Linked DNA regions of Mus musculus: region 1 is linked to region 2. A link is a contact called in public HiChIP or PLAC-seq data. All regions are on one chromosome and are shown on one strand. Each heading gives the region's core, a stretch centred on a gene start, on an enhancer-like site or on the middle of the called end of the contact. The rest is flanking DNA. Distances are from core to core; before and after follow the strand shown. Region 1 overlaps Gm31420 (a long non-coding RNA gene). Region 2 overlaps Pde4dip (phosphodiesterase 4D interacting protein (myomegalin)).

What was found. HiChIP or PLAC-seq counts read pairs in DNA pulled down with a chosen protein or histone mark.
Region 1: a contact with region 2 is called in a CTCF HiChIP or PLAC-seq map of the NIH/3T3 cell line, with 5 read pairs. The contact joins two enhancer-like sites. A contact is called at or near these places in 1 of 15 datasets of contacts at CTCF or cohesin (the NIH/3T3 cell line) and 1 of 9 other capture datasets (macrophages).

The regions. Positions count from the first base shown.
Region 1 is chr3:98,352,850-98,358,005 of GRCm38.p6, reverse strand. Gm31420 (a long non-coding RNA gene) reads right to left here. Exons shown (of 3, transcript XR_001783933.2): 3 at 2,707-3,213. Among named protein-coding and RNA genes, the nearest start is that of Gm31420, 4.5 kb to the right of the region's middle. Within about 2 kb of position 2,060, at least 72 of the 459 cell types and tissues checked have an H3K27ac peak or open chromatin away from gene starts, as enhancers often do. A contact at or near this core is called in the NIH/3T3 cell line, where this site is marked.
Region 2 is chr3:97,826,362-97,832,063 of GRCm38.p6, reverse strand. All of the region lies in intron 3 of Pde4dip (phosphodiesterase 4D interacting protein (myomegalin)), which reads left to right. Among named protein-coding and RNA genes, the nearest start is that of Pde4dip, 59 kb to the left of the region's middle. Within about 2 kb of position 3,588, at least 25 of the 459 cell types and tissues checked have an H3K27ac peak or open chromatin away from gene starts, as enhancers often do. A contact at or near this core is called in the NIH/3T3 cell line, where this site is marked.

The DNA.
Region 1 (5,156 bases), core at 811-3,310, 530 kb before region 2:
GTTTGTGTTGCATTTCCTTCACAGGGTGCCTCATGTGGGTTCAAGAGAGAAAAGTACAGCGGCAAAGAGTGGGTTTGCCTGAGGTACACCACAAAGGTCATGGGGTTTTGAAGCACTGGGTTGGTATGGCAGCGACCCTCCTGAAGGAACTTAGTGAGCTGGATGGAGAGATTTTGGAGCTCTGAGTTAAAGAGTCTCCATGAGATAAGAACAAGCCGACCAGCCTGGCAGGACTGAGAGTAGCTGGGAAAAGCACGGGAACTTGCCGATTCTTTTGGTATTTCCCACAATAAACACACATGCTGTGAGGCATGTGCCTGTACACGCATCATACAAAAACAATGATAGTAATAAATCTGACTTTTTAAAATTCAAAATCAGACAATAAGAAACTAAAACATTTATATGAGAACATTTCCTAAGCCAAGCAAGGTGATTCCAGCACTTGGGAGGTGGGAGCAGGAGGACCCAGAGGGAGTCCGAGGTCATCTTCCTCTATTGAGTGAGTTCAAGGCCAGCCTGGGCCACATGCTGTGTAAGTCAGTCCACTAATCCTCCTGCCTCATCAAGCCACACTTGGATGCAGTTGCTTCTTTGGTCTATTCTTGCTGCCCTGTCTAGGGTTTGTTTACATCTCCCCAAGACATGTTGCCCTTGGTTCCTGAATACAGATGAGTTTGGGAGAAGTTTCATTGCCTCTGCCCAGCAGTCTGAGGGGGCAAACCCAACATGGCTGACTTCACCAAATGGTATGTCATCACACACCTCCAGGTCGTAGTTGTGCTTCCCCTGCTGTCGCTAAGGAGCCAGTGGAGGCTGTGTTACCTACCCAGAAAGAGTGTGTCCCTGTGAGGAAGGGATTGCAACAGACTATCACAAACACATGGCATCTTCCACGTTAGCCTATGCTTTGACAGGAAATTAAATACAAAAGAGGAAGAGAACAAGGTACTGACTTTCTAGTCTTTATGGGGGAAACAAGGAATGGTCATGTGACTCCCAGTCTAAATGAATCAAAACTATTCTGACTTCAATAAACTTGCTGAGGCAATGCAGCCAGAAGTGGTAGTTGTTACAGTATTTTTCCTAATGGGACATAAAGAAACATCAATTCACACCACCACCCCCACCCCCATAGCATGGACAGACCAGATAAACAATGACTCAAAATGAGCTGTGTCACCCAAAACCCAACCACTAAAGTAGGTGGTGACATCCCTGGAGCTCCTGCTCAATGTGTGGCAGTCACCAAAGACTCCTTTTTCCTCTTCCTCATAAAAGTTTATTGCTTATAAAACCTTGGAGATGGGACCCATGAATCTCCCTCCTCCCTCAGGAAAGGACATTTTAGTTTCAAAGAAGAAGGAAGAGGAGGAGGAAGAGGAGGAGGAGACAAGATCACATACAGGCCATCCATCAGATACCAGTGAATAATAACATTTGCCCACAAATCTGATGGCCTGTGTTGGATCCTTGGATCACACGGTAAAAAATGGAAGGAGAGAGTGGATCCTGAGAGCTGGCCCCTGGCCACATGTGCACCGTATATGCATGCATATTCACACATATCTCACACACCATAATAATAATAATAACAACAACAATTATAATAATAACAAATTTTTAAAATCACATCCCAAAAGGAAGGAGCAGGAAAATAGCAAAAAAGAAACACTGGATCAAACAAAGACTGAAACCCAGCAGCGTGAACACCAGATTCTGCAGTTCAATATCGGGCATCCAGGTCACATGGGGTCATCATACGCTCGCTCTCCAAGGGGCCTATGCACCTCCACCTGCAGTCCATACAGCCAGGGCCTGACAGGTGCCACTGCCTGTCTCAGGTTTCCTCAGCCAGCACTCATCTTCCTAGCATACTAGGATCATGGCCTCTCTCTCCATTATGATGGGGGGAAAAGACACATTTAATCAAATTACACGGAGACTGAGCAGACGGGGAAAGCACAGCTGGGAGAGATGTGTGTCATCTTTGAAGGATGCCATGGTGGTAATGAGCTGGAACCAGTCATCCATCCACACAGGAATTTCCTCCCCAGGGCACACCTCATTCTGTGCATTCCATTCTATAAAACGTGCCACTCACAGTCGGCAAATGAGTGTGCAGCATGGGGACAGAGAGGCATTTGTGTTTCTGTCTTGGGTATCTCAGCGAGGCCTGGAAAGTGAACAATTAAAACAACCGATAGAAAAGTACACATGAGGCAGAAGTCACTGTGCTGTGTGCCTGTTCTTCCACAGGGTGGCTCACAACCCTCCAGACCTCCAGCTACAGGGGCTTGACACCCTCTTCTTACACATAAAATAAAATAAATACGCATTTTTCCACTGATTAATTTATTCATTTGTTCACTTTACATCCTGATCTCAGCCTCCCTCTCCTCCCGGTCCTTCCCTCACATGGCCCCTCCCTTCATCCCTCTCCTCTTCTCCTCTGAGAAGTGGGGAGACCACCCTAGGTACCACCCCACCCTGGCATATTAAGTCACCGCAGGACTAGGCACATCCTCTCTTACTGAGGCTAGACAAAACAGCCCAGTTAGAGGAACAGGATCCACAGGTAGGCAACAGAGCTGGGGAGAGCCCTGCTCCAGTTGTCGGGGTCCTGCATAAAGACCAAGCCGCACACTTGTAACATGTCGCTTCTGTCTCCGACCAGCAAAAAAGAGTGACGACACAGCGTTCTTCTCAAAGCAGTTTATTCAGGAAGCTTTCAACATGCAAGCAGGAATCTCCTCTAGCCCCAATCGCAATCCCTTATATAACCCCTCAACCACGCCCCATCAGCCCAGTCCGCGTAATCTCAGTTCATTGGCCTTCATCAAATGGCCTGATCTTGCATCATGGTGGGCCTGCGCAGCTCTCACGATGGACGTGCCTTATTTTCAGGTGTATGAGGAAGTCAGGTGCAAGTCATTAGACTTGGCTACAGTCCCGGGCACCATCTTGGGATAACCGCCACACCCACTCCCCACAGTAACATATGAGTGGGAAGCCTAGGTCCAGCCTGTGTATGCTCTTTGGTTGGTGGTCCGATTTCTGGGAGCTTCCAAGGGTTCAGGTTAGTTGACTCTGTTGGTCTTCCTGTGGAGTCTCCTTCCAAACTCCCTCTAATATTTGGTTGTGGGTCACTGCATCTGTTTCAGTCAGCTGATGGGTGGAGCCTCTCAGAAAACAGTTATGCTAGGCTGCTGTCTGCAAGCATAACAGAGTATCATTAACAGTGTCCAGGATTGGTTTTTACCCATGAGATGGCTCTCAAGTTGGGCCAGACATTGACTGGCTATTCCCTCTGTCTCTGCTCCATCTTTGTCCCTGCATTTCTTATAGGCAGGACAAATTTTGGGTGGAAAGTTTTGTGGATGGGTTGGTGTCCTTATCCTTCCTCTGGGAGTCCTGCCTGGCTACAGGGGATGGCCTCTTCAGGCTCCATATCCCCACTGCTAGGAGTCTCAGCTACAGTCACCCTCATAGACTCCTCGGAGCCTCCCCCATCCCAGGTCTCTGGCACATTCTAGAGATGCGCCCTCCACCCCAACTCTCACTGATTTTCCTTCACTCTCTCGGCCCTCTCTCCCCATCTCTCTCTACACCTAACCCTCACCCACCCTGTGAAATTAGGAAATATCATCCCAAGTGAGTGAGGTAACCCAGACCCAAAAGGAAATCCATGCTATGTACTCATTTTTAAGTGGATATTCGTCATAAAGTACAGGATAACCATGCTACAATCTACAGAGCCAAAGAAGCTAAATAACAAGGACGGCTCAAAGGAGGATGCTTGAATCCACTCAGAAGGGGAAATAAAACAGTAGTCAGAGGTAGATGGAGGGAGGGAATAAATAAATTAAAAAAAAAAAAAAAGTTCTAGTGACTTCTCTTGATCGCCACCTGGTGGACACATTTCTAATTTCCAATCGGATGACAAACTGGGCTGGGATCGCTTAGATTCCTCTCCTGGGGGACCAGATTTTGTTTCAGTTCTCCAGCCCTTTGCACAGTTAGCACATGATAGACAACCAGAAATCCTGTTGAAAGAGTAAACACTTATGCAATATGAGCCGGATAAGGTATGGAAGTCCTCTACGAACTGCTACTGGGGAGGGGTAAAGGGTGGGTGGGTGGGGAGGTGGGTGAGAAGCTGAGAAGCAGACTTCTAGGCCTTTCTGACTGCAAAGGCCAGTGCAGGACGGGGACTGAGCAGGAAAATCCATTCCAGGCTCCAAAGAACCTGAAACCGGTTCCCAGAGTTCTTGCAGGGAGCCTGACAGAATTTTCTATGAACCTAACTAGAGTCTTATAATGGAACAGACACAAGCCCTCTCCCCAAAAGGAACATAAAATGACTTAACTTATCCATGTCACTTTAGCACTGACCCCAACTCCACAGCTCCAAGCCCCCAGAGAGCAGACCTCAGGACATCAGCCAACAGTTATCCTTCTGTTGGAGAGAGCCTTCACTGAGAGGTCCAGCAGCTATTCATAGATTTAGAAATAGAACTCTTAGCTGGGCACAGTGCTGCATGTGTGTAAATCCAGAATTCCAGAGACAGAGGCAGAAGGATTATTAGAAGTTCAAGGTCACCCTAGGCTACAGAGTGAGACTGTGATTCAAATATAAAACATATGCTGGCTGTAGTAGCCCATGCTTTTAATTCCAGCACTCAGGTAGATCTGTGAGTTCCAGATCAGCCTGGTCTATATAGTGAATTTTAGTACATCCAGGTCAATATAATGAGACCTGTTTCAAAAAGAAAGGAAAGAAGGGAGGAAGGGAAAGGAAGGAAGAAAGGGAAAGGAAGGAAGAAAGAGAAAGGGAGGAAAAGGGAGAGAGGAAGGAGAGAGAGAAAACAAAAAAATTAATGGGTGGCAAGAGAGTTCAGTGGGTAGAGGCCCTTGCTGTCAAGCCTGAAGACCTGAGTTCAGTCCTCAGGACCCACGTGGTAGAGAGAGCCAACACCTGTAGGTTGTCCTCTGATCTGCACATGTGCACTCTAAATAAACCTACTAAAAAATGAAAGAAGGCTCAGAGGCGTAGCACTGGTGATATGGCTTCATTGGTAAGAGTTTTGTTTACCGTGCATGATGCCCTGGGTTTGATCCTTACCACCGGGCTAGGTTCAGTCCCCAACATCATA
Region 2 (5,702 bases), core at 2,339-4,838:
CGTTTGTATTCATTTTTTGGATTTGTAGTGAGGAGAGGGTTTCTGGGTCATACGGTAATACCGTATAATTTTCTGAGAGCTGACTTTGGTGTAGTTATCTTGAAAATAGAGAGAAGGATTAAAAAAAAAAGTACAGTCTCAAGAAGGTCCCTCAAGGGCACAGGGGCAATTACTTACAGTTTAGATGGACTTTGAAAAGATATTGGAGGCCTGAGGCAGAAGAGGAAGTACCTCATTAGTCACGGGTGTGTCATAGGCTCACAGAGGTCACAGGTGTCCCAGCTGAGGTCCTGATAACTGTGCAATAAGGAGCGGCCCAGCTGCGGGAAGTGTGGTCTGGCGTCGTCATCCTTACTCTTGTACCTCAAGGGTGGTGTTAAGGATGTAATGAAATAAACATGAAAATGCTACCTACACCGTAAATCCTATACAGGATGATTGCTGTAACAGACACGGTATAACTGTATCTACAGAACCACCGCAATTAAACATTCAAACACGGAAGAATCAAGTTGGCCAGAGACCTTAAAAGTTCTCTCTTGCTGATCCCTAGCAAATGATTAGTGGTCCCATCAAAGTCCTTCTCCAGACAGGAAGTTTTCTCTCTTGTAACAGTAATACTTACTAATACTTGGTATGTGGCCATAAATACACAATGTCCAATGCTACTAAAGAGGCAAATCGATCTTTACAAAATGAATGTTTTCCCCTGCCCCTGACTCCTTGTAATTCCTAGTTTTACTTCTTTTACAACAGTTTTATTTTTACCAACAGTTTCACAGGCAACAAGAATGCATGAAGGATAATGAGCTAATTGTTAAAATAACCACTGTCTAGAAGTCACCTCTGCAAATGTCATATGTGGCTACAGTCATCCTGGCAGCCCCTGAGACTCACTCCTCCCCACCCCCAGCTTTTTCATTCTCAACCTCTCTGAAGCTCCCCCGACTCACACAGTTAGAAAATAGCAAAGCCCACATTTGAACTTGAGTGTCCTTGGCTCTAAAGTGATTGGTTTTTGCACAGTATTGTTGCATCTGGATATATTCACATATGATCTCACATTATTTTTAAATAAGTAGATAATTAGCTATCAGGGGTATAGTAAGTACCTTTCTGGTTGCCATAACCAAATACCTGACAAGAATGAAGGAAGGAGAGTTTGCCTCACAATTTGAGAGGGGGTGTTGCAATAAGAGCAGCCCTGGCTGCTAAGGGAACATGAGGTGACTGGTTACATGCCACCCACAGGCAGGAAGCAGAGAGACAGATGCTTTGCGTAGTCAGACTGAGGCCATGGTGGGTGTAGTATTTCCCACATTCAGGGTAGGTCTACCCTCCTTAGTTAAGCCTTTCTGGAAATTCCCTTAAAAATTGGTCCATGCCATATTCCAGGTAGTCTAAATACATCACACGGGGATGCTAAAAACACTTTCCTTCCATCTCTTGGTTTGCCATTTAAGGCTATGCCCTCCCCCCCCAACAACACGAAATATGAAATATCACTGACATCCAGTTTGTTGAGTTTAAATTATAGAAATTATATTACAGTTGAAAACAATGAGTCTATTCAGATAATTAATCAATTCTAGTGAAGAGGGACATGTTTTTAGGATAAAAACTGCTAAGAGAATATGTTTTCAAGCAATTCCATTATAGGAGCTATCTGGGGGGTCTGAATATGATTAAGCAAATGTCAAGCTGAGTTTTTTAAAGGCTGACTTGACAATTGGTTATGTTAATGGAGCATGACATGCGACAGCTGGGTGGTAATTCTCTTCCTACTGCTGGCAACGATGGAGTCATTATTACAGTCTTATTTCAAGACTGGACTATATTATGGAAGCTGTAGAAAGAGGAAACTCAGGAAGGAACAGAGGAGAGCCATTTATCTCTGGAGGGACAATGTTTTGAAAGAAGAGTAAAGATACTGAGGGCAAAAGAAAGAGCTAAGTGGACATGCTTAGAGCCTGTAGTTTCTGTCTTAAGCAAAGTGGACCTTCTCCAGGTCATGAAGTACTAGGGCAAAGTATATATAGCCCAGTATGTGGGATTTTGCTTTCAAAGCTACAAAACAAAAACAGTACACAAATAAACAAAAAGCAAAAATCAAAGAAAGAAAAGAAGAAAGGAAGGAAGGAAGGAAGGAAGGAAGGAAGGAAGGAAGGAAGGAAGGAAGGAAGGAAGGACAAAAGGAACGAGCCTCGATGACCTGCAGTTCCTAGCCCTCCCTCCCCCACCATCTTTCTCCTCATCTCCTCAGCCCTACTCTCCCCATCAGAACCTGCTTCAAAAAGGAAACTCTTAGGTCCTCACTGACTGCCAAGGTCTCCTGGGCAGGGTTCTCTCCAAGCTCCTAGTGTGGTGCCCTAGACTTGAGCCAACTTAGCTCTCTGTCCTCTTATATTTGGCTTCTCCGTGCTGCCTCCATCCATGCAGACCTGATTGCTTCTTTAAGGAGAAAGAAGTGCCAGTTCTCTGTGGAAACTTTCTGGACAAGCTCCCCTGATGAATTCATTTTGTTCTTCCTATTTGCGGAGTTCACGATGTCCTTGGGTTGTAATTTTCACGTAGTCATTGGTTCAGAACTCTTGTAGCAAGTTCAGATTGTTCACTGTTAACTTTAGTTTGCTAGAGTACTACACACACAAAAATATATATGACAACCTGTTTCTAAGGAGAAATGACGTCAGGGATGCAGATGGAATTTAAGTCTAATCAAACCCATGGAGAACAGAGAAGCTAGTAATTTAATTATCAGTCTGTTCTTTCATTCAGCACTCATGTACTGAGTGCCTCCTGTACACTAGGCATCATTTTTGGTACTGGGGGTAAAGCAGACCCACTCCAGTTTTTTCATGGAGAGTGCATGCTGACTGAGAGAAATTTAAGGTAAATGGGTCAGTGCAGTCTTAGATTCTGCATAATGGAATAATAATGGAATGGACTCTTAGGGTGACAAGGACTGCTGGGCTGAGGTGTGGGATGGGCTCTAGTCTTAAATGGGGCCCTTCATTGGAAGAATATTTGACAGCTATCTAGGGCAGGAGCACAGCATGGTGAAGGACCAGCCATCTTAGAGGCCCCGAGGAGCAAGGCTTTTTACCTGTTTTGAGAAAGAACAAGAAGAGCCAGTGTAACTGGGACAGCATGAGCAGGTGGGAACTCAGCAGAGAGAAGGGAAGAGGGGAGTAGTGGGATGGAAGGGGAAGAAAGGGGAAGGGGAGCCAGACCCACCTGGGCCTGCACTTTAAGGGCTAATGAACCACCATCACCATCTACTTGGAGTTAGACGGGGAGAGGATGGTAGCTTTCAGCACCATGGTGCATTTCAACCTGGTCACAGAGGCACTGTGCTCAGAATTGATGATCAGCATCAGGGATAGAAGCGGAGACACGGGGAAAGGGGGCTGCTCACGTAACTCAGGGGATAGGTCACAGCATCTGGGACACAGTACAAGAGATGCTGTGGTGGTGGTACCCGCCATCTGTGATCTGTATTTCTAATGCATGTGTGTTATAGACAGTGGGATCTGCAGTCACATGAGATGGTGTCTGTGAGAGACTGAGTCAGGAGTGACTCAAAGGCTTCAGTCTCACCAACCACAAATCTTGCCTTGTAACACATAGGAACTGGCTCCAACAGGGAAAGAATGTTGTCTAGGGATGATCAGGAATTCAGATTGAGATGTCACAAGTATGAGATATTAATGTTCAAGTGGTGATTTCTGCCAATGAGGCTAATATAAACCTCACAGAAGAAGTTCTTCTCATGAGCATATGAACTTAGGAAGGTAAGTGAACTAGATGTAATTTTCCTACAACTACCATTTTAAGAAAGTGTGATTTCTTTGGAACTATTAAGAAAAAAAAAACTTTTACTAAGTTCTAAAATTAACAGGAGATATGGAGGCAGATGAGGTCACAAGATTTATTTACTGCTAGAAGAGAGTGTACTGGGGTCTGAAGGGAAGGGGTGGGCTTCACACCATCCAGAAGGGCAACGGAGTCTATTTTAAGGCTTTGAGGGGAGGGAGGGGAGGGTCAGTGTCTGGCACTGTGGAGAAGTGAGGAAGGTCTAGTTATTGTATGACTCAGAGGAGTCAGGGAGGCGTGGAGGAGGGGCACTATTCATTATAAGGTCAGATGGAGGCGGGCAGTGTGTCCTATCCCTTTATGTTTGAGGTATGAAAGTTCTTGGCTCCTGCCATTCTCCTGAGATCTACTTTAGGAGGAAATTCTAGGCACGATAACTTATTGATAAGAAAGTGGATTAGTAAATCTTATCACAAAATATAGAATAGTTATCTAGTCATCAACTCCAATGATTATTTTAGGGAGTGCTTTATAAATACGAAGTCAAGAGAATATGGGCACAAAATCAAAATATTCCTTGCCAGCCCCCAAACCACTCTACTCTGGTTGAAATAATCGTAAGCAGCCTGTAGCCACACTATGGGATGACTGTTACTGCAGAAGCAGTCTTGGGCTGTCGCACGGGCTATAGGAACGGACATATAACTCAGCGGTCCTTTACTCGGATGGCCATAGATGGGTGGAAGAGGTTAGAGTTTACATGGGAAGTCAAAGGATTTTAAATAATCTCAGCAACCCACCAGGAGGATAAAAGCAACAGCAAAAGGCAACACATGAACACTTGGTGTTTGTCTGACTGGGAGTTCTTAAGGGGAGGTCAGCCAGGGTAGGGAAAGCATGATTTTGATGGAATTCCAACTAAGACTTGAAAGAAGAGAAGGGATGGACTGTCTTAAAGAAATGTGATCTAGTTTTCTCTTTAGCCTAAGAGATGGGTGAGTTGCCCATGAAGGGTTCTGACAAGATTGGAGTTTTGAAGGCATTTCCTTGGCTACAGTATGAAGAGTAGAAGACGCTTTGGCAGAGTCTGTTTGACATGCTTGGACTCGTGCCGAAGTGTTTGTCATGAAGTGGGTTGTGAGGATGGGGTGTTCAAGTTGCACTCTCCAGCAAAACTTTGGGTGTGTGGGCTAGTTCTTGGTCAAGAAGACTAAGTTAAGGTATCACTTGAGAGATAAAAACATAGCATCCTAAGTGGATTAAACCATTTAGTGGAGAAAGCCTGTAGAGAAAGAAAACTTAGAAGGGTAAGAACTTACCGACATGAAGGCACTGGCCGAAACCAAACCAAACCACCCAACCACTCAGTAAAGGGGCAGGAGGGGTGGAAAGAGAACCAAGGGCATAGAAATCAGTGCAGGAAACATCTCAGCTGCAGGGGGATACCCTGAAGTCTCATATACTTTAATTTCTCTAATTAAAGCCTTTTAGGAAATTATTATATGTGATTTAAGAAAGAGGATTCAAGTAGACAGCCAAAACCTAACTACACACTGTCTATGATCCTTTGAGCAAAATGGAAGTGATAATAACCATTACCCACCTGTTCCCGGTCATTTCACACCGTCTTCTCAGCATTTCATGTTCTCGATGAGGATGGTTCTGTGTGTGGAGAGGTACACCCTCAGGCCACACAGATATTTCAAAATAGAACTAGTCCCAGAAAGTTTGTTAGTGTGTGTGAGACACGGTCGCATTAGGTTCTCCAGGCTGACCTCAACCTTCTGGGAAGCAGTCATCCTCCTGCCTCTGCTTCCCAAGAAGCTGAGATCCCAGGATATACAGGGCTCGGAAAAGTGAGTTGTGAGCTCTGGCTTTTATCCTCA